6 separate regions of the Mus musculus genome follow, and all the other regions are linked to region 1. A link is a contact called in public ChIA-PET and promoter capture Hi-C data. All regions are on one chromosome and are shown on one strand. The core of a region is the stretch at or near the end of the contact, and the rest is flanking DNA. Distances in the headings are between cores, read along the strand shown. Region 1 holds the start of Sema4a (sema domain, immunoglobulin domain (Ig), transmembrane domain (TM) and short cytoplasmic domain, (semaphorin) 4A). Region 2 holds the start of Flad1 (flavin adenine dinucleotide synthetase 1). Region 3 holds the start of Adam15 (a disintegrin and metallopeptidase domain 15 (metargidin)). Region 4 holds the start of Dpm3 (dolichyl-phosphate mannosyltransferase polypeptide 3). Region 5 holds the start of Pklr (pyruvate kinase liver and red blood cell). Region 6 holds the start of Hdgf (heparin binding growth factor).

What was found. Promoter capture Hi-C pulls out the DNA fragments that hold promoters and counts their contacts. ChIA-PET counts read pairs in DNA pulled down with a chosen protein or histone mark.
Region 2: a contact with region 1 is called in a promoter capture Hi-C map of liver, with 2.8 times the contacts expected there. The contact joins the promoter of Flad1 here to the promoter of Sema4a in region 1. A contact is called at or near these places in 1 of 39 promoter capture datasets (liver) and 2 of 115 datasets of contacts at active chromatin or transcription factors (bone marrow-derived dendritic cells and pancreatic cancer cells).
Region 3: an RNA polymerase II ChIA-PET map of memory CD8 T cells shows a contact between it and region 1, with 6 read pairs. The contact joins the promoter of Adam15 here to the promoter of Sema4a in region 1. A contact is called at or near these places in 2 of 115 datasets of contacts at active chromatin or transcription factors (memory CD8 T cells and pancreatic cancer cells).
Region 4: a contact with region 1 is called in an RNA polymerase II ChIA-PET map of memory CD8 T cells, with 13 read pairs. The contact joins the promoter of Dpm3 here to the promoter of Sema4a in region 1. A contact is called at or near these places in 1 of 39 promoter capture datasets (liver) and 2 of 115 datasets of contacts at active chromatin or transcription factors (memory CD8 T cells and pancreatic cancer cells).
Region 5: a contact with region 1 is called in a promoter capture Hi-C map of liver, with 3 times the contacts expected there. The contact joins the promoter of Pklr here to the promoter of Sema4a in region 1. A contact is called at or near these places in 2 of 39 promoter capture datasets (both in liver), 2 of 115 datasets of contacts at active chromatin or transcription factors (astrocytes and pancreatic cancer cells) and 1 of 9 other capture datasets (pancreatic islet).
Region 6: an RNA polymerase II ChIA-PET map of memory CD8 T cells shows a contact between it and region 1, with 11 read pairs. The contact joins the promoter of Hdgf here to the promoter of Sema4a in region 1. A contact is called at or near these places in 2 of 115 datasets of contacts at active chromatin or transcription factors (memory CD8 T cells and pancreatic cancer cells) and 1 of 9 other capture datasets (pancreatic islet).

Annotation. Positions count from the first base shown.
Region 1 is chr3:88,453,243-88,458,278 of GRCm38.p6, reverse strand. Sema4a (sema domain, immunoglobulin domain (Ig), transmembrane domain (TM) and short cytoplasmic domain, (semaphorin) 4A) reads left to right here and starts at 2,518. Exons shown (of 15, transcript NM_013658.3): 1 at 2,518-2,731; 2 at 3,433-3,600. The coding sequence starts at 3,462.
Region 2 is chr3:89,409,393-89,414,428 of GRCm38.p6, reverse strand. It overlaps Flad1 (flavin adenine dinucleotide synthetase 1), which reads left to right and starts at 2,548. Exons shown (of 8, transcript NM_177041.4): 1 at 2,548-2,645; 2 at 3,049-3,271. The coding sequence starts at 3,185.
Region 3 is chr3:89,347,577-89,352,612 of GRCm38.p6, reverse strand. Adam15 (a disintegrin and metallopeptidase domain 15 (metargidin)) reads left to right here and starts at 2,585. Exons shown (of 23, transcript NM_001037722.3): 1 at 2,585-2,804; 2 at 3,986-4,095; 3 at 4,668-4,744. The coding sequence starts at 2,726. It overlaps Dcst1 (DC-STAMP domain containing 1), which reads left to right. Exons shown (of 16, transcript NM_029974.2): 15 at 33-146; 16 at 2,099-2,394. The coding sequence ends at 2,350. It also overlaps a transcript of Dcst2 not described here.
Region 4 is chr3:89,263,691-89,268,726 of GRCm38.p6, reverse strand. It overlaps Dpm3 (dolichyl-phosphate mannosyltransferase polypeptide 3), which reads right to left and starts at 2,266. Exons shown (of 2, transcript NM_026767.4): 1 at 2,121-2,266; 2 at 1,648-1,998. The coding sequence starts at 1,993. The coding sequence ends at 1,715. Slc50a1 (solute carrier family 50 (sugar transporter), member 1) reads left to right here. Exons shown (of 6, transcript NM_009057.3): 5 at 1-54; 6 at 129-481. The coding sequence ends at 230.
Region 5 is chr3:89,133,688-89,138,723 of GRCm38.p6, reverse strand. It overlaps Pklr (pyruvate kinase liver and red blood cell), which reads right to left and starts at 2,582. Exons shown (of 11, transcript NM_013631.2): 1 at 2,442-2,582; 2 at 1,318-1,500. The coding sequence starts at 2,541.
Region 6 is chr3:87,903,934-87,908,969 of GRCm38.p6, reverse strand. It overlaps Hdgf (heparin binding growth factor), which reads right to left and starts at 2,649. Exons shown (of 6, transcript NM_008231.4): 1 at 2,256-2,649. The coding sequence starts at 2,342.

The DNA.
Region 1 (5,036 bases), core at 1,269-3,768:
GGTTTGGGGGTTAGGGGAGGACTTGGGGGGACTGGAATCTGACAGAGGAGCTAAGTCTGATGCTGTGATTTCCTGGAGCTAACATGGTCCTGGGGTTTCCCCAGGCTGAGCTCCAGGGCTTACGGGAGAATTGGCTTGGGAGAGCAGGGGCAGGGAAGATGGCATTTTTTTTTTCTCTATAGCAGTGACTCCCAACCTTCCTAATACTGTGACCCTGTGATTCAATTCCTCACGTGGTGGTGACCCCAGCCATAAAATTATTTTCATTGCTACTTCATACCTGTGATTTTGCTACTGTTATGCTTAGCATTGTAAATGTGTGTGTTTTCTGATAGTCTTAGGTGACCCCTATGAGAGGGTCATTTGAACCTTTCTCCGCCCACCCACCCACACCCTATAAAGGGGGTCGCACCCCACAGGGTAAGAACCACTGTTTGCCTGCTGCCTGCTGCCCTTCCTGCCCTGGATGCTTCCAGCCACTGGCCCTGCCTTCCTCATTTGTGTAGTGAGGGAGGGTGTATGGCTTGACAGCCCTGAGTGTCCTGGAAGCAGAGCCTGCTACACCCTTTGTGGGGCCCAGTGTGAATGAAAACGTAGTCCTCTTTTTAAAAAATGATTAAGGCTTTCTCGAGGTAAGCAACAGCAGGAGGGAATACCCAGCATGGCCTCTTCTGAAGGCAGGACCCTGTGTGAGTGACAGGTGAGGCTCAGGGGTATGAGAGATGAGACGAGCTGGTGGGGCCATGTCCCTTTCTCCCCCTGCCTCTCTTCTCTTAGCTGGGCCTGAAAGGCACTGTGAGAGAGTGGGTGGCACCCCAGGGCTGGAAGCACCTAGGCTGAAGTTGACATCAGATGGCCTCTCTTCGGGGAGATTTCTGTTCCTTCTGAGTCAGGAGTCACCCTGAGTGATTGGTTCCTGGCTAGAGGAGAGAAAGCCCCTGCTCCTCCCACTCTGATGCCTGCCTACTCCCTCTGTTGAGCAGCTCTGAGCTGAGCTAATGCACTAGGGCAGGAGATGGGACTGAAGGAGCCAGCCATGTAGGGAGAGCTTCCGAATTAGACAGGTCTGAGGTAGATGGATGGACGTCAGGCTGTCCAGTCACCCCTGCTGCACTTCTGTTCTCTGTGCAGCAAGACTGTAGTGGAGCCTGCCTGCTGAAGTTGGGAAGCCTGAAGCCCCAAGTGTGAGCTTCTCACATTGTCCGAGGGCCTGGGAGAGCACTTGGTCTCCTGAGGACGCCCAGGGACAGGAAGAGAGTAAAGAAGGATGGCATTGGAGCTGCTCCTCTGGTCACAGCTCCTCCCTGTGACCCAGATAGGCCAATCTGTCTCCAAAGAGAGGCCCTGAGGTGGTGGCTTCCCAAGCCTGATCTAGAGGTCAAGGAGACTCAGAAGTTTGTGTCAGCACAGGGAGATTGGCAAAGTCCTCACAGTGAACGGAGAGCTTGGGGGGGGGCGGGTCTTAGCAAGCTTTGACAGATGAAGCCATCAGGAGGGTCTGTGTGAGCCCAGCTCCTGGGCCACACTGGAGAACGGAAGCAGAGGGGAAAGCATGAAGGGAAGGCCAAGCAGGCTCTACCGAGGAATGCTTTCCGTCTAGGAGCTGTAACTGGAAGGGTGGAGGACAGCCTACAGTGGGGACCATCCTGGCAGTGAGGATGGTGTTTACAGTGAAGATAGGGTATGTCCTGGAGGTAGACCAGCTTGGGTCACTGTGCTCTTTAACCTGAAGTCAGCTGACCCGGGAGAGTGGGCAGCAGCCCAACCACTCTTTATTGGCCTAGGAGCCCTTGGTTACTCATTAACCCTGCGTTATGAGGTCTTCCTGGAACCTTTGGGGAGGAGGAACCAGCCACCATGCCAGCTGGGTGCTTCAGCTCCAAAGCGTATCCCAAGAAGCACGCGTTCAAATGGGGAATTTCTCCAATTTCCCACTGAGACGTCAAATTACTAGGGCTTCCTCAGCAAAGTCATAGGGAAAAACCAAAAAACTAATACAAATGTAGGATTTTTATTTATTTTTTATTTTTTTGATACGGGGTTTCTCTGTATAGCCCTGGATGACCTGGAGCACACTCTGTAGATCAGGCTGGCCTCGAACTCAGAGATCTGCCTGCCTCTGCCTCCCGAGTACTGGGATTAAAGGTATGCCTCGCCACCATGCCAGCTTTAAACGTGTTATCTTTCAAGAATGTGGTCCTACTGGGTGTGGGAGGTCGGGAGGTCTCAGTATGTGGCAGTGGGGGAACCCCACAATGGGGTCAGAGAGAGAAGGAATAGGAGAGAGACGGTGTCATACCGAGCTCTCTTGAGCAAGAGGAGTCTGCAGCTTGGGCTGGTTAGACTGGAAGTGGTGTGCGGGAGAAACAAGGGCATCACTGAACTGGCCGGGAAGGAACTCTTAATTTCTGGATAGACTAAGGAGGGAGGGAGGTGTGTCTCCTGCAAGGCCTTCAAGCCTCACCCCCACTCCCACACTCCACCAGTCTCCCCGCCCTGATCCACCAACTTCCGCCCAAGCCAGCCAGGATCTGTCACAACTCGAGGTAGAAATTCTGGTTTCCCTGGCCTGAAACCCACACTGGCTCTGGCAGGATGGGTGCCTGGAGGGCCGCGCGCCCGTTCCAGCCAGGCTGAGCCTGCTTGCCTTGCCTGGACCCCCTTCTTTGCCTCGGATGGCACCCTGATTCAGGGTTTGAACACAGGACTTCTCAGTGTGGCTGGCTCAAGGGTATGTGAGATGAGGCGGGGGCGGGGGAGGGGTGTGAACCTGCATTCAGTGGCCATGGGGGAGGCTGATTGCGGAGCTCTGGGGAGGCAGACAGGGGGGCTGGAGAAGTTGAGAGTCTGCCAAGGACTCCTGCCCAGGCCACTCCCAGGAAATACAGAGGGCAGCCCCACCACAGTGGTAGATAAACTGGCACGCCCCTATCCCTAAGAAGAAGGCTAGATGGGCCCGATTAAGCAAGAGTCAGAGCCCCTGGGGGCTGAGGAGAGGGTAGGCTGTCTGCCTGGGTTGGGGTGAGTAGCGGGCATAAGGTGTCACAGCACAGGCCAGCCTGGGGAAATCTACCTTTTGCATACAGGAACTAGTTCCCTAGAAGACCTTTGCCCAGGGCCAGAGATGATCAGAGCTCTGGAGCACGGGGCCAGGAGATGCTGAGGGGGCAAAGTGGAAAGGAATTTTTCTGTGAGTCAGGTGAGAAATGGCAAGGTAGTTTTTTTAATGGTTAGGTGACCAGAGGCACAGCGTGGGCCACAGCAGCACCCTATGCAGAGGGCAGCAGGAGGCACCTTCAAGGCTGGGGATGGATGGAAGTGAGACTCTGAGGGCCCTTCCAGAGAGGAACTTCTGCCCCCTGGGGCTCTCCTATTGGCCCTCAGGAAGGGTGTGGTAAGCATGGCTAACCCAGAAAGTGCCTGTTTCCTCAGAACCATCTGGTGACCATCTCAGGCTGACCATGGCCCTACCATCCCTGGGCCAGGACTCATGGAGTCTCCTGCGTGTTTTTTTCTTCCAACTCTTCCTGCTGCCATCACTGCCACCTGCTTCTGGGACTGGTGGTCAGGGGCCCATGCCCAGAGTCAAATACCATGCTGGTAAGTGTCTAGTACCTGGGAGGTATGGATGGCACCATAGAGATGAAGGGGCTGAGGAAGGAGAAGGGTGTGCCAGAGGGGACGAAATGGCACGAAGAAACAGAGATGCCAGGGAGCCTGGGAGGGGCTGGGAGAAGAAGAGGCCACCTGAGGCACAAGTTGATCTGTAAGGGAAGGAAGGGTCACTGTGACCCTTTTCTGCCAACTCAGTGGTTTTTCTTTCCCTCAAATGTCAGTCACTAAGCAAGGAGCCTTAAACTCCTGACTGCTTTTTCAGTACCAGGAGCTGGAAAGCTAAAGCTCGCTCTAGATTGTCTGAGGAGCTGGAGGGCCCAAGCCAACTGCAGAGGTCACACCGGGCCAGATCCTGTCCAGGAGACTGGGCATCAGAAGGGATCCTAGCAGCTCACCCAGCCTCGGTGGTTTCTTGAGGAGGCTGTTCGGTTACTGACACCTTTAGTTCCAGGAAATGCCCCAGGGGAAGTGCCACATATACCACACACCCACCCACCCACACACACACACACACACACACACACACACAGAAGTAAGTTACTTCTGTTCACGGATGTAGTTTAGCATCCTTCTGAGGCAAAATGGTAAAGGAGATGTAGCAGTCGGTGGATAGAGCGGCATCTCTGGGTGGGATGGGAGTGCAGGCACAAACAAGCCTGCGTTTCAAGGGGAAGTACAATGAGCTCTCTTCAGAGTTCAGGAGAAGCCAATCTAGGCAGTATTGTTTCCATTTTGTCTTTGGATTCCTCTTGGTTTCCAGGCTTCCTGAGGCCAAAAGAGTAACAGCCAGATTGTCCTCTGACTAAAGCAAAAGTCCACATGTGCTCACTAGAGACTTATCTGAGGTGCTCTTTCCTCCTTGCTGATGTGCCAGTGTGTCAGGAACCCACACATTCACGTGTGTGTATGTGCACACATGCCACCACCAAGATATGTAGTGAACATGCACTACTAACCAACATATTCAGACTGTCCAGGTGGCTCCCAGGAATGCCCACACTGATGGGGCTCAGAAACCGAGAGGAAGCAGCCTTTTCTGCTGCAGTGGGCATTGCTGGTGGTGGGCAATTGCTATCGCAGAGTGAGGGGAGGAGACAGAGGAAACGGGGGTGGCAGGGATCTGTAACTACGACAAATCTTGAGGCGGACGACAGCTATCTCCGTTGCCTGTGGCTGAGAACCCCTTCCTGTGTCTACCTGTCAGCTCTCCCCCTCCCATCCTGCTTCACTGCATCCCCCCAGGCCTGAGACTGCATCTTCTAGCCTCACTTCATTTTCTGTCTGTGTCTTGAGCAGGCTCTCCCCCCAACACCACCAACAGTACCCAAGCTACCATTACCCTGTCTTTGGAACTTTTCACTTCTGGGGACTCAATCCACAAAGTTCCGATGCCCTGCTGTTGAAGGATGAAGGAAATGGAG
Region 2 (5,036 bases), core at 1,299-3,798, 960 kb before region 1:
ACATGGACACACAAACCCTCTCCATGTTTGAACTCTTGTCTCCAAGTAAATCATCACTGTTGTTTTTATCTTTTATTCCTAGTTCAACTGACATTTTAACTTTTTTTTTAGATGTATTTGGTTTTGAGACAGGCTCTCACTATGGACACCAGACTGGCCTTGCCTCTGCCTCTCAAGTGCTGAGATTGAACCTTTACACCGCTATGCCTAGTTTCTGGTTCATACTGTATTAGTATTTTGTCCTCACATATGTGTGTCCGCATGTGATGGCTGGGCATCAGAGCCTGGCCTCGGCTGGCCTGGGACTCACTCTGTTAGAGTTGTAAGATACCATGTGGATGCTGTGAACCCAACCCAGGTTCTCTAACAAGCAACAGGTGCTCTTAACTGCTGAATCATCTCTCCAGCACCGTTAACTCACAAACCTAAAGGCATTCACATCCCCTGGAAATGTTCAGAGGGCAGACTCTGGGCACACTGTTCCATGGAACAGCATGAACCATGGGTTCAGCAATGTGTTAAAAGTTCAATCTTTCTACCAAGCACATAAAAGCTTGGAACATTTGTTTAAAAAGAAGTCAGATAACCTTTTTTTTTTTTTTTTTTTTTTTTTTGGTTTTTCGAGACAGGGTTTCTGTGTGTAGCCCTGGCTGTCCTGGAACTCACTCTGTAGACCAGGCTGGCCTGGAACTCAGAAATCCACCTGCCTCTGCCTCCCAAGTGCTGGGATTAAAGGCATGCACTACCACTGCCCCACTATTGTTTGCTCATTTTGTGACAGGGTCTTACTGTATGGCTTACTGTATGCCTCCGCCTCCCAAGTGCTAAGATTAAAGGTATGTACCACCACTCCCAGTTTAGAGTTTCAAAAAAGTATATAATACTTTGTGGTCACACTCATTCCCCTATTCATCCACACCCCCCACCTTTTAAACTAAGGAAACCCCACAGGACTTACTACTTAAGGCTGGTCTAACATTCACTATGGCATTTCAAGATCGTGTGGGCACCCTTTCTGAACCTGTCTCCAATAACATATAATTCTTTTTCAGTCCTGATCCTCACAATGCTAGACCAGTGTTCTAACACAAAGCCATATTCCCAACACGTTTGCCACATGTCATGAGAGCATATTTATTTGAAAAGATATTGTGGTTTTAGCATGCCTCCAAGTCACAACAGAAAATCCCAGGAGAAATGTAGATGTCAGACCCCGTCCAAACCTACTGGGTCACAATTTACATATCGTAATATCTAGGGATAGCGAGATGGTTCAGCAGGTAAGAGTAAGACTCCGCCACCCAAATTGGGATAGATCCTAGGCCCCACATAAAGGTGAAAGAAAAGGGACTCCAGAAAGTTGTCCTCTGGCTTCCATTTGCATGCTGGGACACTGCTGTCCTTCCTAGTCATACAATAATAGTAAAAGCTTTTTTAAAAAAAAGAAAAAAAAAACCCAGATGATTAAGCTATTTTTCCCCAGCAAAGCAAAGGGTGGAGGGGCACTGAAGTAGGAATGAAATGTTGTGAGTACCCAAAGTGAGTCCAAGGTACTCCTGCGTACCCCTCTCTCCAGGGACCCATCATTGGGAAGTGATGTTCTGGAGGCAGGTGGGGCAGGAAAGGGTTTTTACATTTTAAAGTCAGAGAAGCTTAAGTAGTTTTTCCCTTTATATTAGAAACAAACGAAGGTTCCACACCCTGCAGCTCACACCTCATTGTTAATGCTAATAACATCTTCACCTTCCCCACGCCTTTAATCCCAGCATTTGGGAGGCAGAGGCAGGCGGATTTCTGAGTTCGAGGCCAGCCTGGTCTACAGAGTGAGTACCAGGACAGCCAGGGCTATACAGAGAAACCCTGTCTCAGAAAAAAAAAAAAAAAAAGAAAAACCATCTTCACCTTCTCAAATTTAAGAGGCAAAGCCAAGCGGTGGTGGCCCACGCCTTTAATCCCAGAACCTGGGAGGCAGAAGCAGGAGGAGTTAATAAACCTGGTCTACAGAGCGAATTCCAGCTACACAGAGAAACCCTATCTCGAAAGAGGAGAGAGGGGTAGAGACAGAAAGAGAAATGTGATGCAATGAAGTGTAGTAACACATGATTTGAATCCCACCACTCCCCAGGCAGTTCGAGACCAGGCTGATCGGTTTAAACAAGTTACTTCCCGGGCTATATACTGGGGCTCTGTCTGAACTGTTTTTTAATATTTGAATGAAACAGAATCAGACCTTCATTTTCTTCTAGTACTACAAAGCAGCACCCGACAGTCCCACCCGACAGTCCTTAAAACACCTCCCAATATTTTCCCTTCGAGTACCAGAACACTTTAAGTCCCGCCCTCCATGGGCTAAGGCCAGGCCCCTATTTTTACTTCCGGACAGTGATGACTACATGGTGTTGCCAATAACAACTTAGCATTTCCTCTAGCTCCGCGATGAGGCGCGTGAGCGATTGCCGGTTAGACCAATAGAACCACTGGTAGGAGTGAGCGACAGCCAAAATAACCAATCAACATGAAGCATTGTAAGGCGGGACTTTGAGTACGGAAGCTGTCCTAGGACATGCGGAAAGGAAAGAGCGAATGACCCTGTGCAGGGGGCAAAATAGAGGTGGGATGATACGAGATCAGTGATCTGAAGCCTGGTGAGAAAAAGAGATCTCGGGATAGAAAGGGTGCAGAAGTAGGTTGAGCCCTGGTCATTGGCGGAGGGAGGAAAGAAATGCATTTAAAGGGACCCTAAGGCCCAGAATAAGGTAGACATTTAAAGGGACAGGTGATCCGAAGAGAAGAGACATTTAAAGGTGCAGATATACCCAAGATAGGGCAAATTTTAAACCTGCTCGGCAGACGGAGATATCTAAAGTGGTAGGTCTTGGGAAAACATGGCACTTTAAAGGAATAGGAATCGAGACGTTTTTAGGAACCTGGGGCTTAAGAGTATGTTAAAGAGGCCGGAGTAAGGGTGACTAAAGAAGATTGAGCCTTCCTTCCTCTAGGAAGAAGGTACACTCCTGACGTCTTCATTGTCCTTTCTGGCTCTTCCAGGTTCCCTCAACCCCGGAACTCAGGGTATGGCCTCCTGCATCCTGTAGACCTGGCGGCCTCTCAGTACATACGGCCCCAATTTGGGGTTCTGAGTGGCTACTGGAAAGCCTTGCAAAAGAGCACAGAGGGCAGGACCATGGCATCTAGGGCCTCTGAACTGCCCCCAGGATCAGGGCGCAGCGTGACAGCAGGCATCATCATTGTTGGAGATGAGATCCTTAAGGTGTGTCTGGAACGGAAGAGGGGAAGAGTGTGGCATTCTATTGTCGTGGACTCTTTACGGTGAAAGGAGGGAAACCGGAGTAGGAATCCCCTTTCTTGCCAAAGTCCGGCCCTGGAGTGAGTCCTAACACATTGGAGGAAAAGTGACCCTTCGGTTGAGTGTTTCTGTTGAAAGATGGGTAGTAACTTTCCTACAACTTGCTACGAAGTATGACTGGGGGCAGAGTAGCCACATAACAAGTGACAGGTGGCACAGCAAGTAGAGGAAGCTCAGCAGGCTGGATAGGCGAGCTAGAAGGAAGGTAAGAGAAGAAAGGACTCTATTCTGGACGGCCAGGGTGCTGTTAGAGGATGTGGCAAGCATGGGTTGGCAACAGTAATAGTTACCCTGATCTTTTTTAGTGTCTACCAGAGGCTGGTCTGCACTTAACTATATCACATGTGGCCTTACAAACTTCAAAAATTCCATGAAATTGGGGTTTTTATTACAGATCTCTATAAATTATGAAACAGCCTCAAGGAGGTTAGGAAACTTACCCCAGATCACAAGCCTACAAAGTCCTAGGAACAAAGTGATACATGCCTTAACCTCCAGCACTTGGGAGACAGAGGCAAGTGGATCTTTGTGAGTTCGAGGCCAGCCTGATCTACATAGCCAGTTCCAGAACAGCCAGGGCTACACAGAGAAACCCTGTCTCAAAATAAATTAAAAAAGGAAAATAGTGGAAGAGATAGGATTCTAGCCCAATTCTTCCTTACTCCAGAACACAAACCTGAGACAGAGTCTGACTGGGTATCCCTGGCTGGCTTAGAGCTCTTGTTTTATGTAAACTAGACTGGTTTTAAACTCACAGAAATTCACCTGCCTCTGCCTCTGCCTCTGGGGTGCTGGGATTAAAGATGTATGCCACCATGCCAGGCTTAAAATTTTTAATTTTATGTTTATATATCTGTATGTTGGGGTGGGGGAGTGCCCACAGAGGTCAGAAGTTATAGATTCCATGGAGTGGGACTTAAGGCTGTTACGAGCTGCCCAACCAGTCTGGGAACCAAGCTTGGGTCCTCTGGAACAGAGGCAAGCACTCTTGGCTACTAAGCCAGCTCTTCGGCTCCAGAACACAAACTTTTCATTTATTTTATTTGGAGACAGAGTCCAACACAAACTCTTTAACTACTCATCCCCCCTGTAGAGAGAGAAAAGTAGAAGCTAAGGCTAGGAAAGAAGATAGGGCACACAGTATAGCCAGCCAGCTTTAATGATTGCAAAAGAATTTGAACTTTATTCTGTATGCAATTGGAGCCAACATGTTTCTGAGCACAGAAGTGATTTAGCGAACACAGTGACGCATTAAAAAAAGTTACTTATAAGGCAGGGAGCAGAGCATAGTGGAGAGGATTGAGGACTGGGGGGAGTGGAACACTGGGGGGGGGGTAGGGGATGGATGTGTGGGAGACTGGAGGTTGGCCCAGAGCCTGTCAACATCACCCAGGAAAAAGACTCTAAGGAAGTGAGAATGTGGAGGAGAGAAGATGGGAGAGGTTTTAGAAGTGGGGTTGATTGAAATGAAAGGCCTAACTGACCATGACTACATCTGAGATATCACTGAGCAAAGCAACCAGGGTCGTGGTGAGGCTGCTCAGTATGAACCTGAAGCCAGGGACTAAAACTCAAACTGTTGGGGTCGGTGACCAAGTCCAAAGAGCCCCACAGAATTAATGATTGAGTCTATATCAAGTCAAGCTCAAAGTGCAGAACTGACTATGAA
Region 3 (5,036 bases), core at 1,336-3,835, 890 kb before region 1:
TGGCTCCTCTTGCTTCCCACCCAACCCCTCAGCGAGAGAAGAAGCGGGCTCTGTTCTTCTACAATGAGTTCCTGAAGAAGAGATCAGCTTTCACTAAACTGAGGAGGGCCGCCATTGTTCGGAGGGCAAATCAGCAGAAGGCTCCAGTAAGTCCAGTCTCTAGCAAGCCTGCCAGCTCTCCACAGGGTCTGCAGACTCTCCGAGAAGGGACACCCTTTTCAGGACACCCAGCACCCTCAGTGTCCCAGGCCCAGTGGAGCTGAGTGGGTCTGGCAGATACAGGGTAGGTCAGGGCTGCATCTGTCTTTGAAACTCAATACTCAACCCAGCTGCAGACATACATGGGACTTTAGGAAGTGGCAGAAAGGAGATGTGAGATTGGGTGGTCTGTTTGTAGGGCAGCAATGACCCCATAAGAAAGAGCACACAGACAAGCCCAAGGTGGTTCTGGGAAATGGAGAGGAGGCAGGTGGCCAGGGGTCAGTGGGACTTCAGGAGGGAACATGCAGTCTTTGGAAGACACAGAACCGGAACTGCGGTTGAGTCCACACATCCTGAAGCTGAAGGAGCCAGGGGTCCTCACTGTATCTTTTTCCCCCTTGGAAGAACAGAGTGTAGACAGGTCTGTGAGGCCATTCTGCAGAGTTGGAAGAGTGGTATGGTGGTTGGCTGCCAGAGAAGACTTGGTTTGAGTCCAGCTTCATCCCTGCCATGGTATGGCAGCTGTGTGACCCTACTCAACTGCCAGGTCTTGCTTTCTCTTCTCTGTAAGATGGTGTTAACCAATTCATTTGTTCAGTTGTTACAATGCCTGGGTTTTACTTCATTGATGCTGGTACACACACAGACACACACACACACACACACACACACCACCAAGCCTGATGACCCGAGTTCCATCCTCCTGGTAGAAGGAGAGGACTCCCCACAAGCTGTCCCCTGACTGCCACACATACCCCACGGCACACATGAACATCAGCAGGCTGGGATCCCTTGACCTGGTCCTGAAGTAGACTGAACTCGAATGGCTAGATGAAATAGGGGGGTATGTGTTCTAAGCTGAAGGAACAGTGTGTGAAAAAAAAACAAACTCAGAGATCAAAGTGGATGCCAAGGTCAAAGGGCAAGCTAAGGGAAATGCAAAGTGTGGCAGGAGCCAAGGAGGCAGAGCAAGGCTGGGAAGAAACAGACCTCTGAGCGCTCGAAGGGCAAGCCCAGCTCTGCTCTTAAGAATTCCTGGCAACTGTATGAAGAGGGTATTCGGAAAGTGAGACTGTGGAATGGCCACAAAGCTTGGGACTTGGTTCCTGCCAGGTTTGACTCAGATCTGACTTAGGAAAGTTACACCATCTTTCTGAGATTTTTTTTGGGGGGGGGTTGAGTTTTTTGTTTGTTTGTTTGTTTTTCGAGACAGGGTTTCTCTGTGTAGCCCTGGCTGTCCTGGAACTCACTCTGTAGACCAGGCTGGCCTCAAACTCAGAAATCCACCTGCCTCTGCCTCCCAAGTACTGGGATTAAAGGTGTGCACCACCACCACCCGGAGAGATTTTTTAAAAAAGACTTAATTAAAATTTGCACTTATTTAATGTGTATGGGTGTTTTGCCTATGCATATGTCTGTGTCCTCATGGGTGGCTGGTGTCCAGGGAGGCCAGAAGATCATCCAGTTCCCTGGAACTCAAGTGACAGGCAGTTGTTAGCTATGTGGGTGCTGGGATTCAAACCTGGGTCCTCTGGAAGAGCAGTCAGGGTTCTTAACCACGGAACCATCTCTCCAGCCCAGTAAGGTGTAAATTGTGCCCTCCTCCCTTCTAAGCCTAAGTACCAAATTAAGCCGCTCCACAGGTGTACAGAATTGTTGTGGGTCATCCTTGGGAGTAAGTTTGGGCACGCCAGGCTCCGCAGCCCATCATGGAGAAGAAGACTCTTTCGATTTATCTCAATATCGCCCTCGAGGGCTCTTCTTGTCTACCCCAGCTTCCTCCAATATAGCATTGTCAGGCCTTGGGACTTCATACATTAAGAGCTGCCCAGTGCCCCTGACAACCCTTTCTGCTCAGCCCACTTGGCATTAACCAATCCACCTCATCTTCCAACAGCCCCACTACCTGGTGGAGGCTCTGTATCGCCGGTGCCCTCTCCTGCACCGCTTCATGCGTCAGCGCTGTGTGGTGTGCCAGGCAATGGAGACGCCGGATTCCTACGTGTGCCCCACACCAGACTGCAAGGCCCTGTACTGCCGGTCGTGCTGGGACGACATGCAACGGCTCTGCCCGGTGTGCACGCCCCGCGAAGAGCTCTCGTCATCCGCCCACAGCGACAGCAACGACGACGCTGTGTATGGCGATTGAAGGGATGCTGCCCGCCTTCTTGCTTAATAAAGTGTGATGCACGCTCCTGCGGCTGGTGCTTCGCAGGCATCCGGGATTGGGTGAGCCGGAAGAACTGGCCCGCACAATCTCCACGAAGCCGGGCTACAGACGGGAGGCAGGATGGAGGGAAGGCGCGAGTCTTGTGGTGTCCAAACCCATCCCGGTAGCTGCCGGAAAGAGGCTGCGCTGAGCGGCAGGGGCGGAGCCTCAGACGGGGCGGGGCGGAGCCTCAGACGGGGCGGGGCGGGGCCTAGTTGCTGCGCTGCACCGAGCTGGTGTCCGGCGGGGCCGTGGCTGCTCCTCCACGCGTAGCCCCGCACCTGCTGCCCCAGTCCAGCCCGGAGCTCCGCGGCCATGCGGCTGGCGCTGCTCTGGGCTCTGGGACTCCTGGGCGCGGGCAGCCCTCGGCCCTCCCCGCCGCTGCCAAATATAGGTGAGTTCCCAGGACAGTGGGTCGAGGGGATGATTTGGAAAGAGGTACAAGGAAACCCGGAGGCAATGGGGTGTTGGGGTCTGCCGGAGCCTAACCAGAGGGCAGCCTGCGTGATCTGCGGACCAAAGCCTAGGGCCAGGTAATTTGGAGAACGAAAGGAAGAGGAGGATGGGGAGGAGGAGGAGGAGGAAGAGGAGGAGGGAGGATGGCGTCCTCTGTCCTGAAGTCCCGAGTTATCCCTGCAGACACTTTTGAGTCTCAGGCACTGAAGAGCGTGCGCGGGGGGTGGGGGTGGGGCGCTCAGATCATGGAAAGAGTCACTCCTTAGGACTGACGTCTTCGTCTCTCTAGTGCCTAGCTGACAGTTCTACTCAATGAAGTGCCCGGACTAGCTAGTGGGGTTTTAGTGAAAAGGATTATTTTCAGCCGTTCATTCCAGACCTGGGCGGCCAGCACCGCTCACTCGGGTGCGGTTGCCACCAGAAGCCTGGCGGAGCGGGAGGGGCCCGGAGGAGCCAGGGGAGGGAGCTTTCGCCAGGAAAGAGACTGGGACACCAACTCCTCCTTGGAACTTTCACTTCCCGCTGCTGTCTTGGGCTGGGGGCCGAGAGGGTAGGCGGGGGTGGAGTGTCCGGAGAGGAGAGGGCCATTGTTGGGGGGTGCTGGCGGAGGAAGCGGAGGCTGTTGGGAACGGGTGCGCCTGACTGGGCATCAAGGCTGTTTAGGGAGGTCAGAGTGTTTGCACTGCTCACCCAAAGATGGGTGTTCCCGGCAGGCATCTCTACTGTGAGGGAAAAGGAAGGGCAAGTGGGCACTAGGCCACAGACTTCTCTTAGACCTAAGAAAGGGCATTCCTGATTGGGTGGGGAGTGTGATTGGGAAGGGATGGGAACAAGGGAGGGCCCCCGTGAAAATCTTGGGATTGGCCAAAGGGAAGGCAAGGAGGAGCTGCAAGCTGGATACTCTGAACTTTGGGGACTTATGGGTGAAATCCGTAAGTTGGGGAAAAAAAAACCCCTCCTTCCCATATCCTCCTTTAAATCCTGGCACACACTGCAGGACCGCTTAAGTCACTGATATAGCCTTCTGTGCTGAGGGTCGGTGGGTCTGAGGACACTAGTGATTCCAGCCTTGCTAGGGATTTCCTCAGCAATCTCTTAGGATGTTCTGGGACCCTGCAGGAGGCACTGAGGAAGAGCAGCAAGCCAGCCCAGAGAGGACGCTGAGTGGATCCATGGAGAGCCGGGTTGTTCAGGACAGCCCCCCAATGAGCCTAGCAGACGTGCTTCAGGTGAGGGACAGCCTGCTAATAAGATTTTCTCTTTCCTCGCACTCCACAGTATTAATCATCTTGAGGGTAACAGGTCCATCCGGGTCCTGCTCCTTTCCTTCAAGCCCCCGGCTACACTCAGCTCCATCCCCTCTGCACATACGTGTCTGCCTCGGCCTCAGCCTGTCTGTCCATCACGTACACTGGGAGAGTTCTGACACTAAGCCTCCTCCTTTCCACTCACACTGTTCTTTTTTTCAGTAAGGGAGAGATTTGGAAAGGGACAGACAGACAGATACACACTTTCTGAAGCTGAGTCAGAGGAAGGGCTGGGGCCTGTGCTGGGTCCTTCATGATGCTTCCTCTCTGGGCAGGAAGCCGAGAAGGGGTGGCTCAGATACCTTCCTTGACCTCCCCACATAAGCCCCTAGAACAATGCCCAGGCCAGGCAGGGTTTCCTGGACCCTCCCATGGGATCCCCCAACCAGTGACCTAATCACTGGTACTCTCCTGAGAGCCTGAGGTTTTCTGATTTTATAGGATAGAAGTTGTGGGCAGGGATAGGGGAGGTGACATGCCTCTGGTGTCCACAGACTGGTTTACCTGAGGCCCTGAGGATTTCCTTGGAGCTGGACAGTGAGAGTCATGTCCTGGAGCTTCTACAAAATAGGTAAGGTGGCAGGCGCGAATAATTACTGGGAGGTGATTTACATAACCTTTATTATGCACTGAGAACTACACTCACGGACTCCTTAACAACAATCCTATAAGGTAGATGCTATTACTTATCATCTTTATTTAACATTTGAAGAAGTTAAAACTCAGAGAAATTAAATAACTTGCCTGAGTTCGTACAGTTATAGATGTCAAAAATCATCCTGGAACTCAGACAGGCAGGAGGAGCGACAGCTCATCTGTGTGGCCTCCGAGGAACTGAGTAGTTCGTTTGGTGGCATTGCCTG
Region 4 (5,036 bases), core at 1,017-3,516, 810 kb before region 1:
TGCTCCGCCTCTTGGTCTATTTACGGGTTTCGCCTCCGAGACCCATACATCACGGTAAGCAGACTCTAGATTGGGACGTTGGGTCTACAAAGCAGAGTCTGGTCTTTCTAGCAGCTTTTTGATTGCAGGTGCCCAACCTTCCAGGAATCCTCACCAGCTTAATCCGCCTCGGGCTTTTCTGCAAGTACCCTCCAGAGCAAGACAGGAAGTACCGCCTCCTGCAGACCTGACCCCAGGCACCCGAGTGCCAACTGGATACCAAACAGAGCTCCTGTTTCTGCTGGTCCTTGTGACCAGTTCCATGGATGCAATAGGTTGTGAGAAAAAGATGACTTTGAAACTAAAGGGACCAAAGATCTTTCCTTAGATCAGATAGGACCTGTGGGATGAAATCACATTTTTACAGGAGATCATCTTTTCTCATTTCGGAGGCTGAGGTGGTATTAGAATGTGCCTTAAAATAAACTGTTCCCCACCCCTGCCTGCAGAGTGATGTGTTCTTCGCCATTCCCAACCTGCCTGACTTGACAGACAGAGGGCCTACTGCCTGGGGGGCCTGTAGGATTGGCTCAGAAAAGGGATTTGAAAGAACTAGAAGTTAGGACTGGAGAGATGGCTCAGTGGTTAAGAGCACTGACTGCTCTTCCCAAGGTCCTGAGTTCAATTCCCAGCAACCACATGGTGGCTCACAACCATCTGTAATGGGATCTAATGCCCTCTTCTGGTGTGTCTGAAGATAGCTACAGTGTACTCACACACATAACATAAATATTTTTTGTTGTTTTTTTGTTTTTCAAGACAGGGTTTCTCCGTGTGGCCCTAGCTGTCCTGGAACTCACCCTGTATACCCGGCAATAAATCTTTAAAAAACAAAAAACAACTAGAAGTTAGAAAGATCCAGGAAGTCCTTTTAAAAAGAAAAGAAACCTGGCAGTGGTGACACACGCCTTTAATCCCAACACTTGGGAGGCAGAGGTAGGCGGATTTCTGAGTTCGAGGCCAGCCTGGTCTACAGAGTGAGTTCCAGGACAGTCAGGACTGCATGGAGAAACTCTGTCTCAAAAAACAAACAAACAAAACAAAAAAACAACCAACTTGAAAGCTGTGAAGAATGGAAGGAAGTTAGGGACCCATGCTTCCTGCGCAGCCTTGTATGGGAAGCCTCGCAGCACTTCCAAGGTTGAAGCTGAAGCGGGAGGACCACAGGTTGAGGGCAGCCTGGGTAGCACGACAGGGTTGGTTGTAAGCCAGGTTGAACTACTTATTAAAACCATATATATTAAAACCATATACACAAGTAAACAAACCTGTTTTGGGGATATAGTTCAGTTGTGGACTTCCAAGTTTGAAGCCCAGCATGACATAAACTAGTCTAGTCATGGTGGGTTTAGCCTGTAATTAGAGACGTTAGAATCGAGATAATCCACAGCCATATGGCTGGGGTCAAGGCCAGTCTAGGGTACATGGCATCCTATTTCAAACAGAAAAAAAATCTTGAGAAGGGAACAGAACACCATCAAAATGCAAAGCTAAGTAAGGCCTGGTAAGGTGGTTCTCCTGCCCCCTCACCTCTTGACCTCTAGTATATAGAATCCCCATCCCACCCCCCACCCCACCGCTATCCTCCATACTCAAAACTACACAAGATTAGAAAATAAAACTGCATTTTAATGCGGAATGAGGAAAGATGTCCAGACTGGAATGGGTTTAGGTGTCAGAAGCGCAGCCCCCTGCGTGCTAAATCAGCTCGGGCCTCCACGATCTGGCTCTGCAGCTCTCGGGCAGCGTCCTCGCAGTCGTGAAATGTAGCTACGCGATAGCCCACCGTGCCCAGGGCATAGCAGCCAGCGGAGACCAACAGGTAGGCAGGCAGTGGCCACAGGACCTCTCGGCAGGGGAAAGGCAACTCCAAGCCCAGTGCTCCCATGGTCAGGGCAGCCCAGGCAGAGCCCAGGAGAGCCAGTCCCCAAAGCCACTGTGTTAACTTCGTCATGTTGGCTGCAGGGAGAAAAATCAAAGCTAAGGGTTCTTTCTACCGATCCCCGCTCTGCATCTGACATTTATTCCCAGTCTCCGCCACCCATTTCCGTCTTTCCACTCTGCCCGCCACCTAAGCGTACCTCCGTGTGCCGCGCTGACAAGGCCCGCATCAGCATCCGGAAGTCCCTTTCTACTACCGCCCTTTTTCCGGGCTGCCTTCTGGGAACTGTAGTTCTTAGGACAATTTCGGCCGCGCTCAGATCCAGGTTGGTTATACACTGCTCTTCGAAAATCTGAGTTCAGAAGAGTTTTTGCCGTTTTGTTCTGGAGACCCACATCGATACCGGCTGGAACTTGTGGACAATCGGAGGATACCCCGAAACGCTGCGTTAAGATGGGAATGTTACATCGCCCCCCTTAAACTAGATTCTCCAGTGCAGAAAGCCCACTCATTCAATTATTCAAGCATTCTTCCAACACACCCATCAATCAGCAAACATGAACAGGCCGCCTCACACCTGCTAGGCAAGTTCTCAACCACTGAGCCCTTTTATATTTTGAAACAGGATTTTACAGAGTACCCGGAATAAACTTGAACTCCAGTCTGAGATCCTGTCTTGAAGAAATAGGCTGGTCATGTCAAATTGAACTGCAAATCACAGGCCCATATACCTGTGATTCCAGGGCAATTCAACAGAAGAAGAAAGAAGACCATGACCATTACAGGATATGATAAAGGGTTGGTTGCTAGGGGATGGAGAGGTGGCTCAGCAGTTAAGAGCACTGGCTGCTCTATCAGAAGATCCTAGTTCAATTCTCAGCACCCACATGACAGCTCACAGCTGCCTGTAACTCCAGTTCCAGAGAATCTGACACCCTCACACAGACATACACGCAGGTGAAACATCAATGTGCATAAAATAAAAAAAAAATTTTTTTTTAATAAAAAGGGGTTGGTTGCCTTTAGGTAGCAATAACAGTTTAAATAAAACAAGGGGGTTTTCTTTGGCTTGATTTTTGGTTTGTTTGGGTTTTAAATCTTTATTTATGTGTGCATATGTGTGTCTATCTGAGCGTATACTGGATACATTTAGGTGCCTGCAGAAGCCAGAAAAGCTGGAGTTACAGGTAGTTGTGAGCTGTCTGACACTGGAGCTAGGAACCAAACTCAGGTCCTCTGGAAGAGCAGCAAGCACACTTAACAGCTGAGCTGTTTCCAGCCTGGTTGGTATTCGTTTTGTTTTGAGACAGAGTCTAATGTAATGTATTCCAGGCTGGCCTAGAGCATGGGATGTAGCTGAGGATGGCCCTGAACCCTTGTTACTCCTGCCTCTGCTTTCCCAGTGCTAGAATTAAATGTGTGTGTTACCAAACCTTCCTTAAAGCAATTCTGTTGTTGGAAAAACGAGTAAATGAGGAGTGAAAAAGTCCTGAGGACATCCACATGATCCCAAGGCTCAGGAGGCAGGGCTGCTCCAAGTTCAAGGCCAACATGAACTACATAAGGAAGGCCCTGATTTAAAGGGAAAAAAATCTAGTCTGAGTGGATTGAGGGTCCACTTGGAAATCACAAAGCGGGGACAGAAGTAGACTGTAACTCCAAGACCTCACACAGACTCACGTGCAGGCTAAACACCAGTGCACATAAAATAAAAATTAACAAATGTTCAAAGACCCATTGTTCAAAGCTTTGTAGCTGGATTGGAAATTTAGTTTACTTTGGTATGTCAAAAGGGAATCCAGAGGGGCTGGAGAAATGGCTCAGCAGTTAAGAGCTCTGGCAGCTCTTCTAGAGGATCCTCTGAGCTCCATTCCCAGCACCCACATGATGTCCTTAACCATCTGTAACTCCAGTTTCAGAGCGTCTGACAACACTTTATGACTTCCCGAGGCACCAGACACATACTCAGACATACATGCAGGCAAAACACCCATCCATGTAAAATAAAAGAGAAACAAACCAAACCCTTATTTCCTCAAAGCCTTCAATGTTAATCAACAATTATTATTTATAAAACAAAAACAAAAAACATGTTACTGAGACAACAGACAAGAGTAAAATGTGCCGTTTTCTTTTTTCCCCTTTCTTTCCTTTCCCTGAGACAGGGTTTCTCTGTGTAGCCCTGGCTGTCCTGGACCTCTTGTTCTGTAGCCTAGGCTAGCCTGAAACTCACAGAGATCCTCCTGCCTCTGCCTCCTGCTGGGTTCAAAGGTGTGCACCACCACATCCTGGCCTCAATTAAAAAGTCATTTATTAATTTTTATTTTACATGCATTGGTGTTCTGCCTGCGTGAAAGTTTGTGTGAGGGTGTCAGAGCTTGGAGTTACAGACAAGGGTGAACTCAGCCAGCTCTCCAGCCCTTCAGAATTTTTAATCATAATTTAAATTTGTTTTGAGAGTATAATTATGCTACTTTTCCTCCTCCATTTCCTTCCTCCAATCCCTCCCTTGCTCTCTCTCAATGTATGGCCTCTTTTTATTTTTTTAGATTTATATTCTCCGTGTATCAACGGTATGCCTCTATGTATGAATTCATCACACGTGTGCCTGCTACCCAAGGAGGTTAAAAGAGGGTGTCAGATCCCCTGGACCAGAGTTACTGATGGTTATAAGCAAAGTGGCAGTGACTGGACCTGGATCTGTTACAAGAACTGTACATGATCATGGTTTTGTTGTTGTGATTTTTTTTTTTCAAAACAGAGTTTCTCTATATATCCTTAGCTGTCCTGGGACTTAGTCCATATACCAGGCTAGTCTCGAACTCAGAGATCAGTGTTCCTCTGCCTCTGAGTGCTGGGATGAAAGGCATGTGACATCACATGATCTTAACATCTATATATAGAGAGATTTGAGGCCTCATGAGTTTTCCCCCTTCCAGGTTAGCATGTCCATTATGTCTCTTAGTGTGGTGGTTTAGCCAATCGTGTTGATGAGACTTCATGCAAGTAGCTTCTACATTTCTAGAAGATGAAATCTCACAGCTGATTCACTGGTTCTCTCTCTCTCTCTCTCTCTCTCTCTCTCTCATAATTTATTTATTTTTCATTTACTTGC
Region 5 (5,036 bases), core at 1,333-3,832, 680 kb before region 1:
GACTACAGGCGTGTTCCAGACCAGACCAGCTAGCTTTGTGTGATGGCTGAAGCTTCATTCGGGGAAGGGAAACCCTCTACCAACTGGCTAGTTCCCCAGTTGCATTTTTGTTATTTGGTTGTCGTTGTTTTTGAGACAGGATTTTACGTTGTAGCCCCAGCCGGCCTCACTTTCTTAGCGATCCTCCTTCCTAGGCATTCAGAGTGTGAGGGTTACAGGGGTGGGGGTGGGGGGCAGCATCATCATTCCCATCCTTTCCCCTAGCTGCCCTGGTCCCCGGTTAGGACCACAGTCTTCCTCTAGCTCTCATCCTTCGTATTCCTGACTACCGTCTCTTTACTCATGACTTTCTAACATACTGAAGTAGCTTTTTATTTATTTATTTTTTAAACAAGTTTTTTCGTTTGTTTGGTTGGCTGGTTGTTTTTGTTGTTGTTGTTGTTTTTAATGTAGCTCTGGCTGCCCTAGAACTCACTATGTAGACCAGGCTAGCCTCAAACTCACAGAGATCCATTTGCCTCTGCTTTCAAAATGCTGGGATTAAAAGCTTGGGCCACCACACTTGACTCTGAATTAGAACATTTTAATAAATTATTGCTTAGTATTTATTGTCCCATCCACTAGACTTCCCTTATTTACTGGGCTACCCCCAATTCCAAACCTTGTCTTCCAGGTACTAAGCAAGCATTTGTGGTTTTTTTTTGCTTTGTTTGTTTGTTTGGTTGGTTGGTTTTGGTTTTTTGAGACAGGGTTTCTCTGTATAGCCCTGGCTATCCTGGAACTCACTCTGTAGACCATGCTGGCCTCGAACTCAGAAATCTTCCTGCCTCTGCCTCCCAAGTGCTGGGATTAAAGGCGTGCGCCACTGCTACCTGGCTCAACGAGCATTTGTTAAGCTGGGTGTGGTATTACATACTTATGATCTCATTAGGCTAAGACAATATAATATGGGCTACATAATAAGCTTGAAACTATCCAAGGCTACCCGAGACCCTGTCTTAAAGACCCAGCCTCAAGTGGAGCAAGGTGGCACATACCTTTAACCCGGCCCAGCTCTCAGGAGGCAAAGGTAGGTGGATTTCTGAGTTTGAGACCTGCCTGCCCAACAGCCAGAGCTACAACATAAGAAGATTCTGTCTCAGAAAAAAAAAAGAAAAAGAAAAAGAAGCAAATACAACAACACCCGCAACAACAACAACACCTGCAAATCTCACAAATATTTGTTGAATGAATGACCATGGCAAAGATAGCACAGTAAGGAGACACCAGAGTCATGCAGGCGGCCCAGTGTGGCGGCCCAGGGTTGGGTGGTCTTACCGATGGTGGCAATGATGCTGGTGCTCCTAGCGGCCACAGGCTCTGAGTCGATATCCAGAAGGCAGAGGTGTTCCAGGAAGGTGTCCGCCATAGCTGCGGGCAGTTGCTGCTGCTGGAAGAAGGCAGTGCCCAGCTCCTGGGTCAGCTGGGCCACACTGGCACGTCTCAGGTATCCTGCTGGCCCTGCGGTAGATGGGGACTCAGGATCCTGCACAGACAATCGCCTATCCCCCATGTGCTTCCTGCCAGTGCACCCTGTGTCTATTCAGCCCTCCGGTCTGTGTGAGGAGGCCTTCCTTCAATCTGAGTGTCACACATTACTTTGTTTAGTCTCCAGGGTTCTATGGAGCAGGCTGTTAGATGTGCTCTTTCCCAACTTTACAAGGAAGGAAAAAGACGGAGAGAGAAAATGCACTGTCTAAGAAAAGGGCATCTTCCAAGGAAGATGATTCAAATCTAGGTCTAGCTCAAAGCTGAGTCCTTACGGACCCAGTTACCGAGACCCTCCCCCACCCCGCCCCCCAGCAGACCACTCAGCCTCAGCACCCCCAGAAGCCTCCCTCAAGTCTCAAGGCATCTCATTCTCTAGGCCTGGAATCTCTCTGTTACTTTTCCTTGTTTACTTCCTTCTAGCTCCAGGCAACTCTCTGGCTTCCCCACTTCCCTCCCCTCCAAGTTCCCTCCATCTATACAGTGCGGCTCTATCCCCTGCCTGCCCCCTTGTGGGGGAAACCCCCGTAGCTTGACCCAGCCCGGCTCAGTAGAGCACCTTCCATACTGCTGCGTACCTGCTGTGTCTGTGGGTCTGCTTTATACTCTGCCTTTGTCAGTGGGATGGGGCCTGGCACAGACGAGATCAGTCCTGGTTAAAGTATAACCAGCTAGCATCTCTCTTGCCAATGGAAGCCTTGTACACTGGGGGCCAGAGTCCAGGAACCACGGGAGTGCCCCGTGGCGTCCATGCTGCCGGATCCCCTTTGGCCTGTCTGCAGAGCCTGGATCAAAGGCTCAAATCAAATTTAACAGAGGCTGTAGTGGGCATCCTTCCCCCAAGGCCTCCACCCCCAACACTGATTCTACCCTAATTCTCCTCTCTGTTCAGTGGCTTCCCTTCCTCTTCTTACCTCCTGGAGCCCCACTTAAAGCAGACTTTGCTAAGTCTTTTTGGGACTTAAAGATCCAGGGCCAGAGCTGCTGGGGTAGCTCGTTCTCTTGGACAGACATGCTTCCAAAGTGTGGGACTGGGGCTGCAAGAACCACAGACTGGGAGGAGAGTGTACCCTAACTGCTGGTCTTATCTGCAGGAGCCAGAGAATAGAAAAGAGGCACACCCAGTAGGCAGCCCCATCCCCACACAGAGTCCCTTCTGGAGGGCTGTCGGTTGTCAGTCCCCACATCTTCCCTTCCCCTAGGTCATCCGTTTTTCCTGGTCAATTTTTAGTCCATTCATACTGTCAGTCCATCAGCTTCAATAGAGACTAGTTCATCGCCAGTGATACAATCCTTTTCTCTTTGTATTTTATTGACAAGAATCTTAGGTATATTCTCAGAGCAAGAGCTTGAATGTGGGGACTAGATTGTGGAAAAGAGGGAGGAACTTTTTTTTCTCTTCTCTTCTCTTCTCTTCTCTTCTCTTCTCTTCTCTTCTCTTCTCTTCTCTTCTCTTCTCTTCTCTTCTCTTCTCTTCCCTTCCCTTCCCTTCCCTTCCCTTCCCTTCCCTTCCCTTCCCTTCCCTTCCCTTCCCTTCCCTTCCCTTTCCTTTCCTTTCCTTTTCTCTTCTAGACAGGGTTTCTCTGTGTAGACCAGGCTGGCCTCGAACGCAGAAATCTGCTTGCCTCTGCCTCCCAAGTGCTGGGATTAAAGGCGTGCGCCACCACCACCTGGCAGAGGGGAACCCTTTGATAGACGTTAGAGGGTATCTCAGTTTCTCGCATCTGTTCCTCTGTGAATCCAAAGATGAAACTATAAACAGTTCTAGGCACTAATTGATAAACTTGTTTAGATTGATGTTGACGAACCATATTAGTAAACACAGGAAGCCTGAGCACAGGGGAGTTCTTCAGCCATCGTGGGGACATCGCACCCAACTCACTTTTTACCAAGGCACCAGGGAGAGTGACCTTGCCTTGCTGACCACCATGAGCATAAGCTGCAGTCCTGCTGTCAAAATTCCCTATAACTACCCCAACCAACAGACGGGCCACCTGGCACTTACTTTTTTTCCATATCCCAGATGACCCTAGACTGGGGATTCTCTTGACCCCATTCTTGGGTGACTTTACAAGTTCAGCAAAGTTGCTAGAACAGTGGGATTCTCTAGGAAGGCTTCCATGACACTATGACAATGACAATGGCCAGTGACAACCCTGGAGGATACAGTGGGAGTCAAGCAGATAGAAAGATGGAACCTTCGCCCTCCATGGGTTTTAATATAGTGTGTGTGGGGAAATGACAGACTACTAGCAAATAAATAAATACTTTAAACTGGGTAAGGGGTGTCAGGCATGGATCATAGGACTGGGCAGGGTGGCCGGGTGGGACAGTGGTGTATCTTAGGCACCTCTTAAATAAGATGAGGCTTTCTTTAATGTGATTATGCTTAAGCTATTAAGGATGAGAAGGCACCAGCAGGGGCTGCAGGGGCAGCAGGGGCAGCAGGGGCAGCAGAGGAAAGAGTTTCCTGTAGGTTGCATATGTCCCATAACTCTGAGGAACAAAAGCTTTTTGTGTAAGAGAAACTGGTTAGGGGGACGTGGCCATGGTAAACCTGGGCGCCTGAGCAAAGAGCCACTGGTATGGCTGCCAGGGACATAATATAATTCAAGTTAGGTCTTAGGTAGCTCTAGCTGACCGATGTAAACAGTCATGGATTCAGAAGACAGAGGTGAGTCTTGGGAGTTGATCAGGGTGGGAGGTGACAGGCTAGCCTGGGTGGCACTGTGGGGGAGGGGAGAAGTCTGTGAGATGTGTTTTGGAGACAGGCAGACAGAGCAGAATGACTGCGGAGCTGTGCTGGTAAGAGAGGCTTTCAGTACTTAGAGTGTAACATGGAGAAGAAGGCAGTGCCCAGCTCCTGGGTCAGCTGGGCCACACTGGCACGTCGCAGGTATCCTGCTGGCCCTGCGGTAGATGGGGGACTTCTTTTGCTCTGGAGTCAAATGTCCATCTACTCGTCCTTGCAGAACCAGCATTGAGGCACAGAGACAGGAGGAAGTCATCTTTCTCTGAGGGTCACCTTGGAAGATGTGACAGCTAATTGAAACACCCTGTATTCCTGGGATAGGAGAGCAAAGGGCTTTCCTGGGGAGGTGAGACATAAGGCTTCAGGCTGGGTGGGTTCTCCCATGGACTCTGACCTACAGTAGTCACAAAGGCCAACCAGATCTAGGTGGGCCTTCTCTTGAGCCAAAGGATTAGGGAGGAGCTGAAGGAAGAAAGGGTACAGAGGGCTTTTCAAGGGGCCCCTGATATAACCCAAGCAAGTGTGAGGAGAGGAGAGCCTGTTGCCCATTGAGATAAGGGAGGAAGTAGGTTTAAGATGGCGGAACTCAAGGCTTTGGACAGGGCTGTGTTTGAGGTGCCAGTTAATCATTAAAATCCAGGGCTGACAGCTGGATATGCTCTGGCTTTCCTGTCATGACCAGGAGGGCCCAGGGAGCTGAGGAGGTGTGCCATGGATCTGGGGCTGCTCCAGACCCTGTCTCTGGCCCCTTCTCTGA
Region 6 (5,036 bases), core at 1,400-3,899, 550 kb after region 1:
CAGGAACTAGAAGAGTCCTCTCCAGGACTGGGGGAGGGGAATCTCAGGGCTAGGGCTGTTCACTGTTAACTGCCTGGAGATCCTTCAGGAAGTTAGGGAAGAAGAAGAAGAGAGAAGATGGATTCATAATACATTCTTCTAGTCAGGTCCTGCTATCAGGTAGCCCCTATGACTTCAATCTCCAACCCTGGACCCTTTCAGTCTTTTTCCTGAAGCCCATGTCCCCTAGCAGTCGCTAGGTACAAGTGGTGGCCTGCACAGTGGCTGGGGATTCTGGTTACACCCTGGAGCAGACTCCAGGCTTCCTCCTCCTCCGGACTCAGGAAAAGCTAAAACAGGTTCTAAGGAATTGGGGGTGGGGAAGACCACAACTCGGTTTTGTCCTTTTGGGAGTCAAGGGGAATGCCTTAGAGGTGATAGCCTGGTGTACCCCTGTTAAGTGTCACAATGAAGCCAAGTGTTGGGGTGTCTCTTTGAGACCCATTTACAACTTCAGCTCAAAAGTCCTGGCTTCAATAGAAAGAAATTGTCTCTCTCTCCTGCCCATCTCTCCTAGACACTCATAATGAAAAGAAATAATAGATGGTATATCTACTCCAAGGGCTATCCTCTACCCAAGGAACACCAAAATCAGAGGGACTTGTTCATGGGGCCCCAAAATCTCATGAAATAAGGCATACCAGAAGGTTCTGTAAATCAACATTCCATAACTACTTCTCTTTCCTCAGACATAGCTTACCTCTGAACTTTGTCTCACCCCCAGCAGGGAAAAGCAGTAGAAACCTGGGTCCAGCTCTTGCCCTCCCTACCAGTGCCTTGGCATCTGGACCAAGAAGCCAATGGATCAGAGGATGCAAGGTAATAAATTACATGAGTGTTTACATGACACACATATACAAAGCCTAGCTTCAGTCAGGCCCTCGAGGCCCTCTAAGCTTCTGGAAAGAGTCTGGCCTCTCTCTCTCTGCACTGCACTCCCAGGCCAGACCCAGGCCTTACTTGACCCATTTTAAAGTTTCAGTGAGCAAGGCTCAGGCAAGTAGGATTGAACACACTCCTTGGGATGGAGGGAGAGAGAGAGAATATGGAGGGCCACTTGAGTTTTCTCAAAGATCAAGGTGTCCTGACACCCTGAATAGGAACGAAGACAGCATGGAGCCTCAGAGTCGTACTGAGCCAGATGAACAGTCAGCCATACTGTAAAATTCACAAGGCAATCCTGCCTGAGACCCCTCCCTCCAGGCCTTTCTGCCCGAGGATTTCTTTTACACAAGTTCCACACCCTAAGGGGCTGAGTCATGCCCTCACTCGGTATCAAGGGCCCCCTCTACAATCGTTTTGAAAAATTCCCAGAAGCAACCCTCCCCCCAACACACACACACACACACACACACACACACACCTTTTCCTGGGAGGGAAGGTGATAAACACAGCAGGCTTTCTGCCCCACCCTCCCACCTGGCCAGGTGCTGGAATGGGGAAGGCCCTACTCTTGGCGGGTTCAAACAACCACATGGCTGACACCGGCCTCCCTGACTGGAGACGCTCACTAATGGGAAGCCGAGGAAACTCCAGCGTCCCACAATCCCCCACACCGCGCTAAGGTCGTCTGTACTGGATTTCCCAAAGCACACGGGGGCCCTGCTGCCTCCAGTTCCAAGTCTGAGCTGGAGGCATATGGAGGGATGTTCTTGTAGAGCTGGGGGCTAAATCGGTTATGGCAGAGTCACCAGGCCAGGCAAGACCATTTTTAAGTAAGTCGTCCCCAAACATTTCACGACCCTCCCAACTTCAGAGTTCCTACCAAAATGCTCCAAGAAAGTTTGTGAGTCGCCAACTCTACATCCACCTAACCCTCTGTGAACTGAGACCCCTCGCACCCGTTCGTCCAGCCAGAGAAACCTGAACTGGAGGCAACTATCAATGGAGACTCAGGGCTCAAGCGGGGCTCCGAGAAGGGGTTGGGATTCGCGGCGAAAGAAGCGACACACCATCGGGCCGCTCCCCCCCCCCCCCCCGCCACCGTGAGCCCGAAGCCTCGGCCGCTGTGACGGAGGGGTGAGGGCGAACTGAGCACGCGGCGCTGCCCGCCAGGTGCCGGCCGCGATCGCCTCCGTTATGTAAGCGGTGGTGGGCTCCCGCCAGCCAGAACAGGCCTGGCACCCCTGCCCCTACGCCCGCTCCGCGCTCGGCGGCCGTGCCCTCCCGAGCGTTATGCAACCCGCAGCAGGGCCCGCGACGGCCGCGCCACTCACCCGGGCCGGCCAGTGTGGGTATCCTTTCATCTTCGCAAACACCAGGTCTCCGCACTTGTACTCTTTCTGCCGGTTGGATCGCGACATGGCGGGGCCGCGGGCGCCCCGGGCTCCGCGCCGAGCCGGGAAGCGCGAGCCCAAGTTTGCGCGTGCGGCGGTTGCGGCGCCGCTGCGCTCCGGCCCTCGCGCGGCCCCCGCCTCGATGCCGGCCCCCGACGCGAGCTCCGGGGCAGCCACGGCGTCTGCGCCCGCGCGCCGCTCGGACAGGGCCGGGCGCGGTGGGCAACACACGGCTCCGGGAGCGCTAGCTCGTGTGGTTGTTTGTGTTTGAAATTCAATTGCTCCCTCCTCGGCGCGAGCGAGGCCGCTTCCTCCACCCCCCGCGGCCCACTCCTCCCCTCGCGCTCCCGCCCGCGGCGGTTCGATGCGCGCAGCCAATCGACGCCTACAGCCTGCCCCGGCCTCACACCCAACCTGGAGGCCGCCAGGCGGGGCTCAGAGGCACAGGCTTGAAGAGCCGAGTGCCGAGCGCGCCGAGCGGGCTTTGTGTGCGGGCGGGTGGTGGGTGCCAGCCCAAAAGGAGCTGGCGCCCGCTGGACAGGCTGCACGTGCCCCTCCCCGGGCTCCTCTGAATGCCCTGGCCAGGCGGGGCCTACTGTGGCCTGCCTTGCGCTCTGTCCCCCCTACCACGTGCCATGTCCCAACCCACGTATTTGCTCTGCGCCTCTGACTTCTAACTAGTTAGACCGCCAAGGCAAGAGGTGTACCCCACACACTCCACGTGCTTCTGTTGGTGGCGGTATAAGAGTTCGAGTCCTACCATTTCAGTCTACTCTAAATTAACAGCTGTATCTGGACTATCACCAATTACCCTCACTAGAATAAGGAGGTCCTAAACGATAAAGACAGTTGGATACCACTAAATCTAGTTTGGAGATATATAGTATTAATTTGAAGACTGTATTTGGCCTGGGTTATATTCTAAGGAATGATGTGCGCAAAACTTGATCTCAGATCTCAAACCAAACAAGATTTTGTTGTAATTACATCTCTGTGCAATGGGTTTTTTGTTGTTTATATCTAATTGTTTTATATCTTATTTTTATTGAGACAGTCTTTTTTTTTTATTTTTTTTTATTTTTCAAGACAGGGTTTCTCTGTGCAGTCCTGGCTGTCCTGGAACTCACTCTGACTGACCTCAAACTCAGAAATCCGCCTGCCTCTGCCTCCCAAGTGCTGGGATTACAGAAGTGTGCCACCACTGCCGGGGGAGACAGTCTTAGTATGTAGCCCTGGCTGGCTGGCCTGCATACTCTCTTTTTAAAGAGATTTGAAGGTTTCTGGTTTTTGTTTGTTTGTTTTTGGTTTTTCAAGGCAGGGTTTCTCTGTGTAGCCCTGGCTGTCCTGAAACTCATGTAGACCAGGCTGGCCTCAAACTCAGAGATCCACTTGCCTCTCCCTCTTAAACGGGTGCACCACCACTGCCCAGCAGATTTGAAGGTTTTTTTTAATATTTATTTATTCATTTATTATTTGTAAGACACTGTAGCTGTCTTCAGACACTCCAGAAGAGGGCCTCAGATTTCATTAGGGATGGTTGTGAGCCACCATGTATGAGTTCAAATGGTCCACAAACAGCTGGGATTTGAACTCAGGACCATTGGAAGAGCAGTAGGCACTCTTAACCACTGAGCCATCTCACCAGCTCAGATTTGAAGTTTTTATTTGTGTTTGTGAATGCATGCTACATGTGTGGTGTGCAGAAGAGAGTGTCAGATCCCCTGAGGCTGGAGTCGCAGGTCATTGTGAGCCCATTCACATGGGTTCAGGGAACTGAACTTGAGTCTCCTGGAAGAGCAGCAACTGACCACCTCTTCAACCCTAATCACAAATTCTTTAAAAAGTTTAATGATGCCTGGCGTGGTGGCACACGCCTTTAACCCCAGCACTCAGGAGGCAGAGGCAGGCAGATTTCTGAGTTCAAGGCCAGCCTGGTCTACAAAGTGAGTTCCAGGACAGCCAGGGCTATACAGAGAAACCCTGTCTCGAAAAACCAAAAAAAAAAAAAAAAAAAAGTTTAATGAGTTTTTTTTTGTGTCCTATAAGTATGAAATTTTACATGTTTTTAAACTCAAATCATGCACATTCCAATTTAATTAAAACTGAGGGTCCTACCCTCTTCTCCACTTGGCTAAAAGGTATCAGTAAGACTTCTAAGTTATTATTACTTTAGTGTAGAATAGAGTTTATTTAGGGCATGGGGAGGGGAGTTGAGGGGGTAGTAGAGACAGAGAAAGGCAGAGTGGGTAGAGGAGTAGCCATGAATACGGAGGAGGGGTGGCGGGGGGGGGGGGGCAGAGAGGAAGAGCAAGAGCAACTTCTAAATTCTTGATGGGGCTGAGAATGGAACTCGGGTGATAGAGCAGGAAAGAGGCCTTAGATTTGATCCTCAGCTTCTCTCTCTCTCTCTCTCTCTCTCTCTCTCTCTCACACACACACACACACACACACACACAAAGAAAGTTTTCTGCTGGCAGCAGCCCTCCCGGCCCCTCCCTCAATGGCCCATGCAGACAGCACGCCACAAGCAGGTTCCTTTTGTTGCCATAAACCTTCCTGGCTTTGGCTGCAATTTAATATCCAGTCCTTACCTCCGCTCCCCCAGCTGCCCTGAGCCAAGCCAAGCACCTCAGAGGCTCAGTTACAGCATGAGCAGAAGCCTAGACCCTTGGGGAGTCAGGCTTCCCTTTGTTCTTTGCGACTGGGAATTCATAGAGAGCA